Linked DNA regions of Triticum aestivum: region 1 is linked to region 2. A link is a contact called in public Hi-C data. All regions are on one chromosome and are shown on one strand. The core of a region is the stretch at or near the end of the contact, and the rest is flanking DNA. Distances in the headings are between cores, read along the strand shown. Region 1 has its middle 57 kb from the start of LOC123094660. Region 2 holds the start of LOC123137709 (myb family transcription factor PHL7).

Region 1 (4,905 bases), core at 746-3,245, 430 kb before region 2:
ACTCGACGCATGAAAGAAATCCAGCTTGGCAGGACAATTCGGGTGTCCCCCCACTTGATTTGGTGATGTTTAGTGACTAATTAGCATTGTTGAGGAAATCGTTAACTGGTAGCTGCTCGGTTGGCTGGCGAGTAGGGAATTAATCGGCTAATCGGCAAGTCAATTGGGCCATTTAATCAATTAATCGGATGGTTTATCGGTTTATCGGCTACTCGCTGACCCAACGAGTAGGGATTAATCGGCAAGTTAACTGGTTAATCGGATGAATTCTTGAACATGGCTAATTAGCAGTGCTTCACATAAATAACCATCGGCAAGTGACGGATCTAAAACAATTTTGGGAATTTGAAAAACACATTTTTTTAAGTGAGTACTTTTTGAAACGCGAAACTTTTTCAAAATTGCAAATAATTTTAGAAACATTTTCTTTTGAGAAATCTTGTATATTTTTTGAGAACACGAACATTTTATGACTCTTTCAAAATTTTCTGAAAACGTGAATTTTTAAAATATGAGAATGCAGTTTTTGTGGAAGCATAAATATTTTTGATGAAAACGTGAATTTTTAGGGGATATTTTAACAATTTTTGAATATGCGAACAGTTTTTATAAATTGAAAAACGCAAATTTTCTTGAATTTCGTGAACAATTTTTTAGTGAGAAAATTAAACGCAAGAAATATTTTTTGAAATTTGAAAAGTTTTAAAAACACGAATATTTTTTGAAAATCCTATAATATTTTTCAAAAAATATATTTTTTAAATTTTTATTTTTTTACGAAAACAGGAACACCTTTGAAATTCTGAATTATTTTTTAAAGCATGTGCAATTTTCCAATTTATGAGTTTTTTAAATGTTAATTTTTTATGAAATTTCCAAATATTCTATGATAAATGAGTATAATTTTAAATTTTAGACAATATTTTGAATTCCTAAATATTTTTTAGAAAAAGGAAAAGGCGAAAAAAGTAATAATGACCAAAATAAAAGAGGAGAAAAAAACATAAAAAGAAACCCGAAAGAGTAGTAAGAACCCTAGAAAATAGTAAAAGCAAAAAGGGTTTAGGAACCTTCTAGAAGGTTCTGGAAACAGGTTGGCTCCCACTATGTATCATGTTTGAAATGGTCCGACCCATCTCTTGCGCTCGCCTCGATCCCCCTGTGTGAAAGCACGACTCTTTGCTGCGGTGTGCGATATATAGGGCTTTCCAGGACCAACGATCCAAGGGTTCCCCTTACGGGGCTCTCACAAGGGACATGTGTCCAGTAGCCGACACATGTCGCATGTTGGGCGTTCCCATGTTTCTGATGTATTTTTTTTTCTTTCAGTTTTTTGTCTGTATTGCATACGTTTCTGGAGCAAGATTTTTTTTTAGGGATATGTAGTGTGTCACTTATTAGCGGCTGAGAAGGTGGCAGTGGACTTTAACTGGTGATTGCTCCCGGTTTCGGCCCCTCATGACTTTCTGCCAAAACATGGATGGATTGTCGTCCCAACAAACAAGCAGTTAAGCCGTCATGATTCCGCCGGATACATGAGCCGGACGCAGAGCTGCTGCTGAAGAGTTACTAAAAAAAACTTTGTCTAAAAAAATAAAAATAAAAAAGCTGTTTGTGAAGACAAGGTCAAAACGAGCCCAATACAGAGGTGCTGAAGACAACGTCTTCATATTCTTCGGTTCTTCCTTTCCTTTTACCTTTTAGATAGATTTGATTGAAGGAGCGACGAGCGGCTCGGCATTTGCAAACGTTGGCAAGATGCTACCCTTCCTTCGCAAGATGCCATTTCGCAACCAAAAAAAAGAAAAAGACATTCGCAAGATGCCTACCTAGACGTACGTACGCCTGTCAGCCTGTGAGTCCCGCTTTCGGCACTTTGGATCGTCAACGGCGCCGATGGAAAAACCTCTGGGTGGCCGGTCGTCGTCCACGCACGATATCTGGGCGTCACAGTGTTCAACAGGTGCTCGCGTGGACTTTGATGCTGCTCGACAGGTCCTGACCACCCGTCCATCCATCCATGGGTCCGTGAGCGAGAGCACGCGCGACCACGCATGCATGAGATCACCGCAACAGGTCCGCTTTTGGATGCACGCGGTGCGGTACCATCACGTCACGTCCCACGGTTCCGCGTTCATTCGGACTGACGCGACGCGAGAGGCATGGGCGCGAGGCGACGTACGACGCGTCACGTATGATGCGTGGCCCGGCGTCCGGCATCTCCGTGCAACCAGTCGAATGCATGCATTTCCAAGCCAACCCTCCTCTTGGTCAAAATGCCTTTTTCCCATCCAATCTCTCCTCTTTTTTTTTTCTCTTCTCTTCTCCTCCGACGATTTGTTTTACGGAAATTCAACATTTTTTTAACACAATACAAACGCTAACGTTCATATATACACACATACATTCATCCCTACAAATGCACACATGCACACACTACCCCTATGAGCACCTTCGGAAGACTTAACCGATATATCATCTTGAGATTTTGCGATATCACCATGGACGCCTCATAGACGACGGGAAATGTCTCTTCCCACTGAATTCTGATTCAGAAATTCTGAAGTAAATTCAGGATAAATGCAAATACCAAAATTTGAATTTGGGTAGGCTGAAGATAGCACTGCCCATCTAACCATTTAACCACAGATTGGTTCGACTTCTCCAACGATGATGTTTTCTGGACACGGAAGAAGAACAACGATGTCCCACGAGCTGCATCTTCTTCGTAACGAACAAAAGGAGAGCAGCGATCAGCTCGCCCATGTTTCGCCCTCGACGAGAACATAGACAAACGGGGGAGGCTTCCCCTTCCGCTTGGAGCCAAGTTACTCTCGGCGGTGCAAAGCGCTCGGCGGATACGTCCGTCCACACCGTCGCTCTCCATGGTTAATCAATTGCTAATCGCGACCTGACGTCTACGCTCAGGCAATCATCATAATCACACCGTCTGCTAATGACCGTAGTTTTTGCCGATTCGGCACAAGGCAAGAAGAAGGTGCATCTGTTGGATCCTTGCACAGCTCGTCTCATAGGGAAAATGGGATGGGAGCCAGCGACACGGTTCAAGACAAGAGACGACGACGGGCGACCTCACTTTTGTCTCCTCCAATCGGTCCCGCAAACAACCTCGGTGTCCAAAAAAACAAGGCCAGAGGGATGTGCTGTTAGTTTAGTTTGGCTTCGCATTGTGCTTTCATTTTTTTTAACAAACACGACAGAAATGCAGACGCTCGTATACAGCACACACGGGCACTGATGTGAACACACGCCATATGAGCATCTTCATGAGACTCAGCGGGCACATCTTAACATCGACAAAGTCATCTACATACACCTCGTAGTCGATAGAAATGTCGCCACCGCTTAATTAACGTGACTGAAAACTGAAATGGATCCAAAAAATTGCATAACATTCTCAAGATGTATCGAGGATGACCGAGGACCTTGGTGTGCGGCCATCGACGAGGAGCTCACAAACAATTTGGACGACAGTTCTGTTGAGTAAATATAGGTAATTTTTAGATTAATTTAATCCATAAATAAATTACTAGCATGACATTGACAGAATTAGTGATATATTGATTCTGGTCTACACAAGCACGTACTATGCAAACAGTAGACACATTTACATATAACGCTAATACTGCTAATACGGAAATAACCAGGAACGTGATAAACGTGTTATACCCTCCAGTAGGTCAGACAGAAGCCGCGACGGCGGTGGCGGCAGCAGCGGTGTCCTCGGCGGCCTTCCTTGTCGGCCTCGAGTTTCTCGGTGGCGCACGCTCGTCGGACTGGGACACGGTGATGATGAAGACGACGCACACGTAGAGGAAGTAGACGAACAAAGGCGAACAGTCGCGTAATCGCTTCCCAAAAACCTAATCGCCCCTCTCTCGTATAGGGTCCGGAGAGGCGGGGTTTCGGAGACCTGCTCTCCCGTCAACTGTGTACGTGGTGAACGCGATGGAGTCGCCGGCGGCAGCAACCGCAAACGAATGACAGTGGCGGAGGCAGTGATGCGATCAGATTCGCGTGACAACTAGGGTTAGGAGACGCCTCACACTTATATAGGCGCAACTGCGTGGAGAGACGTGGGCTTGACCCACGTCCGAATCGGTGACAGCCCACGATCTGACGTCTCAGATCGTGGCCCAGCTGTCAGAAACTCTCCGTTATTGACCGAAAAAAATAAGCACATAGGTGTGAGCTCGGCTCAGCTCAATCCCGCAACCCGCAGTGCGTCATGACGAGGCGTGGCTAGGCGGGCGGCAGAGGAGGATTGCGCGGGGGGCTCTTCTATTCTCAAGCTCCAATAGTGGAAGAGAGACCCTTATAAGAAGGTCCAACTCCTCTCCAACTTTCGGGGTGGGACTAAATTTCTCACTACACCTAGTGCCAATTAAACCCACATGGGCCCTTAGAGATTTTTAGAAATTGTTAGATGGGCCTTAGGCCCACCTCATATTTCAACAATCCCCCACCAAATCTCGAGGGCCCATTGTGTCCTTTGTTCCAATTGCTGGTTCGATATAGCAGTGTTTCAGTGAAGACTTGTTAAGGTTAAACTTCACCTAGAGCAAATAGCTACACTTCCTTCACAACTGAAAAATGGACTATGCCTTGAATTTTCAGTTTGGCGTAAAGAAGTTTCACCACATGTCTTACTAGTACTAGGCTACCGAAGGCTGACCCCTCGAGTAGAGCATATAAGTCACTCTCCTGGCCTATTCATGAGCTTACTAGAGATTACTCCAATCTCATAGACTGTGACCAGCACTCAGGCTCGTATAGGTGTGTTCTTCCAAAGGTCGCTCTGTAGGATAGCATATAACTTATATAAACTTTAGAACACATTAAGAAAATAGTCATCCCGCCATATAGTATCGAGAGTATTGCATC
Region 2 (4,366 bases), core at 438-2,937:
TATAGCCTCGTGCTAGAGCTGCATTCAAATGACTCTAACTTTTGCATACGAACTCGAATTTGAATGATTTTTATATCAAAATCGATCATTTTGACGAGACGAAGACAATCCGTGTAGAACATTTTTTCATTTGAGGTCTTCTTGGAGGATTAATCGGTCAAACTGTACTCTGAATATAAGATCTTAGTACTTTGAGCATAGTTTCGGCCTTCGAGATGAAATCGGACAGCGATGACCCAAACTTCAAAGATGTCTATATCAGCAATATGGAACTCTTTCATATAGATCACTTCTCTATTTGACGCCATCTTAAATAAGTTCTTGACCGTGCCAAAATCTGGTGTCAAACAGTTGGCCTGAGCGAGGAGAATCCGCTGCCTTGACCCCGAATCCTTCCGACGCTTTTGTGGATGACGCTTTTGCAGCCGATGGCGTCGCCGTCCGGTGGAATCGATCCGCTCCGCGCCGCTGCCGACCCCCCCTCGGCCTGTCAACCAGTATCTGCCACGCAGCCTCTTCCCTCCTCGCTCTCCTCCTCCCTGTCGCCGCTCCCCGGCCGGCCCCTACCCACGGTCCAAGGGATTTCTTTCTTTTTCCACTACTTATCGAACATCTGAAGGGAACGGGCAGGGCAGGCGACCGACCGACCGGAGCCCAGAGCGCTGCGTCCGCGTTGAAACAGAAGGAAATCGTAAAACGGAAGTCCACGGCTTTCTTTACAGAATTCGCGCGCGCGCGCATGCAGCGACGGAGGTTGAGATGACCTGTCGCCGGAGCTTTCTGCGTCCTCGTGAGTTGTTTACGGGCGCACCGCAGCAGGTGGGCTCGCCTCTGCTGCGCGTTCTGTTTCGTCCAAACCCTCGTTGCTTTTGAGGTACTTTTTCCCGTCGAGCCTGCCTGCGCGCTCGCATCGCGGCAGATCACAATGATTTTCCCGTCCGACGTCTCCTCACTAGCCTCCCTCCTTTCTCCTCCTTTGCCGTTAGATAGGGGCATCATGGCCGCCCGGCGCTCCTCCTCCTTTCTTCCCCTTGAATCCTTCCCGGGCCATGATTGTAACGGGATCGCTTGCGTCGCCCACACTTCTTCCTAGGATCCTCCTCCGATCGCTTTGCAGCTGTATTTTGCGGGCACGGCTTTATTCCACCTCTTTTTTATCCATCGTGGCAGGCCTGCTTCTTGGTCATTTCTACTTCCCAGTAACTGGCAATTTTGTCCGCGGTACGTACATTGACACAAAGAGGGGAAACGAATGCACGTGCACCCGGTCCGATCATGGCAAGGGCATCATGCCACTGTGCGCCACGTGATGGGCCACGGATGGATTAGACGAGATGGGACGGAATGGCAGCGCAGGCGGAGGGAATCTGCCATCAATGCGACGTGGCCCCGAAGATTCTCCGGGGTGGGGTTAACCAACAAAACGTTGAACAGTGTCGCCGGCGAGGGAAGAGAAAGCCGTGCTCGCTCGCCGCTGCGACGCTTGCGGGGACACACAGATAAAACAGACAAAGATCTGGTACAGTACCACCAATTTTTTTTTAGACAGGTACAGCACCGCTACTGTCACTGCTGGCGGTACTCGCTGACAAGGCCGAAGGGCCCGCGGGCCCGGTTGCCGCGGGGCCCGGTGGTTTTCCTTGCCCCCAGCCAGCAAGGGCCAGGGGGTAAGATAGACCCGGCCCACGGCGCACATCGGAAGTGAAGGAAGAACGGTGTAAAAGATCTGCGTCTCCGTCTCGATTCCCAAGCCCTCCGCTCTCGCGGCGTCGCTTTCGCCGGACACCACCACCTGCCGCTTTCCCCTCCCACCACCGCTCCCATCCTCGCCCCGCCCGGACCCCAGCGCCCCGATTGGGGCATCCATCCGCCTCCGCCTGATTGGCCCCGGGCACCAGCTCGCTCGCACGCACGCAGCATTTGATTCCCTCCCGCACTGTCTCCCTCCCTCTCTCCCGGACGAGCGCGGCGCACCTGCGAGGAGACGACGCCGGGTCCCGGTCACGCGGCGGCCCTCTTCCGTGCCGGTAAGTAAGCGCCGGCTCAGCTCCCAGCTCTTGCGCCCCCCTGCCGGCCTCTTTACTGAATTTCTTGGACTCGCCTTTGGCGGCTGAGCGTGCGGTGTCTGTTGGTGTGGGAGGAATGGGCGGGTGTTTTGCCGAGAGGTTCTGTCTTCCGTGAGGTCGAGATCGCGGCTCTGTGATGCGTATTGCGGTGGAATTGCGTGTCAGCGGCCGGTGAGTGAGTCAGTGAGTGGCGCTCCTCTCTTGCCTTGCTAGTGGTGAGCCTAGTTAGTGTGAATTTTCTGGAGCTTCTCGTGAGATTCCATTGGCTGTGGCCTGTGGGTGGATGGTTGAAGAGCGGTATTTAAAAAAAAAAACATAGGCAGGGAGATCACGTTTGGGTGGCGGCGGCGCTTCTGACGTTTTGGGGGCGAAGCTTGGTATGGCGACGCAGTGTTTTGGCGATTTCCTTGCTCATAAACCTGTTTTGGCTTATGAGCTGTGCCTTGCTGCTGTGCTGACTTGTTCGATTCTGAGGCCGGAAGGGCCGGGTTGGAATTCTGTGCTGGCGCTGGCATTTGCGTATGGCCTGTGATCTCGATCGATTCGACCTGCAGCGTAAATTTTGCCCATCCAGATTCATTTCTTGTGGATCATTTGCCATGGTTGTCTAGTGACTTCGATTGGCATTTGGGGATGACTCCTCTAGGGCTGCAGTTCTATGGCAGCATACAAGATGCAGGACAATGGAGGAAGCTAGCTCAACTGGTCTTCCTCTGTTGCTTGCAAATTTATTTTTCTTCCTACCATGTGGAGTTCTGTTAGCAGCCTGGGATGAATTTGTCTTCTTCATGTGATTTGGAGAGGTTAAAACTCATCTGTACATCTGTAACATTAAAAATTTGTTAGGTGTTGGCTATTTGGATATTTTGATACTACCACTAGGTATAAAAGATTTGTTTTTCTTGGTTATGGTTCTCTGTTGTGTCAATATTGTCTTTCATATTCAGTTTCGCCCTCTTTGCTTTTTTACTTGTAGCAGAAGTCCTTTTAAGTATAAACCAGGAGACTTAGCAACTTCTCGACATCTTAAGATAAATATGCTGATCGGGATTTCATGAACTGTCTAAGAAATGATGAAATTTCATCGTACCAGAAAATGCTCAGTGCGCTGTATTTACATTTTGCCGTCAACTTGATACGTTTTGTTTAGATATACAGGATGGCATCAGAAATGTAGGCCTGTTTCATCCTAAATTATAACATTTCTTAGCCTTGCTCATGTGTATGACAAGTTCTTGCAATTGTTGCAGTACTCTCATGATGTACCATGCTAAGAAGTTTTCTGTGCCCTTTGCACCACAGAGGGCTCAGAATAGTGAGCATGTAAGTAATATTGGAGCTTTCAGTGGGTCCAACATAAGCAACCCTACTAATCCTGTAGGGAGTGGGAAACAACGGCTGAGATGGACCTCTGATCTCCATAGTCGTTTTGTGGATGCAATCGCCCAACTTGGTGGACCAGATAGTGGGTATTCTCTCTTAAGTATTAATTTTTCTGGTTTTACTTGATATGATGTATGTTCCGTTTATTTTGTTGGTTCATTCTGCTTGTTACTTGATATGATGTATAAATTTCGTTTATTTTGTTGGTTCATTCTGCTTGGTTTCTCATGAACCTTGTCAGCAGCACACTTTCTGAGTGAAAACATTTTTAGATGGTGTGGGACAATGCATATCTAGAACCTGCACCTTGCTGGTTGTATGTCGAATCCATTGTGTATCATGCATTTTAACTCAAGTTTAAACTAATTTTGATATTCCAAATGTTTATGAAGCAGATTTGTGCATTTTTTTACCATGAGATTGCTGCATATCTCAGGTCATGAAACACACAAGTTTCTCTTCCCCACAAAACTCAAGTTCCTCATGTTTCAATGATTCATGCGAGTCTGCTAGAAGTTGTTAATATGACCCTTTGGAACTGTGTCTGCCATGTTACCTTACCCAATCGCATTGGAAACTGTTGATGTATCGATAACCCTAAACAACCTTCTATAATAGTTGTTTATTTATTTGAAGTACACAAGATACAATGCATCAGACATTTGTTAATGTATTGGTATCATCATATCTTCAGGAGCAACACCTAAAGGAGTACTCACTGTAATGGGTGTGCCAGGAATTACAATTTATCACGTGAAGAGCCATTTGCAGGTAAAGAATGTCTCTTCTGAGGAGACAGCTAATAAATATTTGCCTGGTCACTAATAATTTATTTCTCTTGTTGCTTGCGTAGAAGTATCGCCTTGCAAAGTACATACCAGAATCGCCTGCTGAAGGTAAGTGCCCTTCTATGCTTC

The links. Hi-C and Micro-C count contacts between places; a contact is called where the count stands out from the background.
Region 1: a Hi-C map of leaf shows a contact between it and region 2, with 6 times the contacts expected there. The contact joins the enhancer-like site here to the promoter of LOC123137709 in region 2. A contact is called at or near these places in 2 of 5 Hi-C or Micro-C datasets (both in leaf) and 1 of 1 datasets of contacts at active chromatin or transcription factors (leaf).

What each region holds. Positions count from the first base shown.
Region 1 is chr1B:551,173,306-551,178,210 of IWGSC CS RefSeq v2.1, reverse strand. No RefSeq gene overlaps it. Among protein-coding and RNA genes, the nearest start is that of LOC123094660, 57 kb to the left of the region's middle. Within about 2 kb of position 1,995, at least 6 of the 8 cell types and tissues checked have an H3K27ac peak or open chromatin away from gene starts, as enhancers often do. A contact at or near this core is called in leaf, where this site is marked.
Region 2 is chr1B:550,746,926-550,751,291 of IWGSC CS RefSeq v2.1, reverse strand. LOC123137709 (myb family transcription factor PHL7) reads left to right here and starts at 1,687. Exons shown (of 6, transcript XM_044557560.1): 1 at 1,687-2,027; 2 at 3,448-3,535; 3 at 4,144-4,220; 4 at 4,303-4,366. The coding sequence starts at 3,502.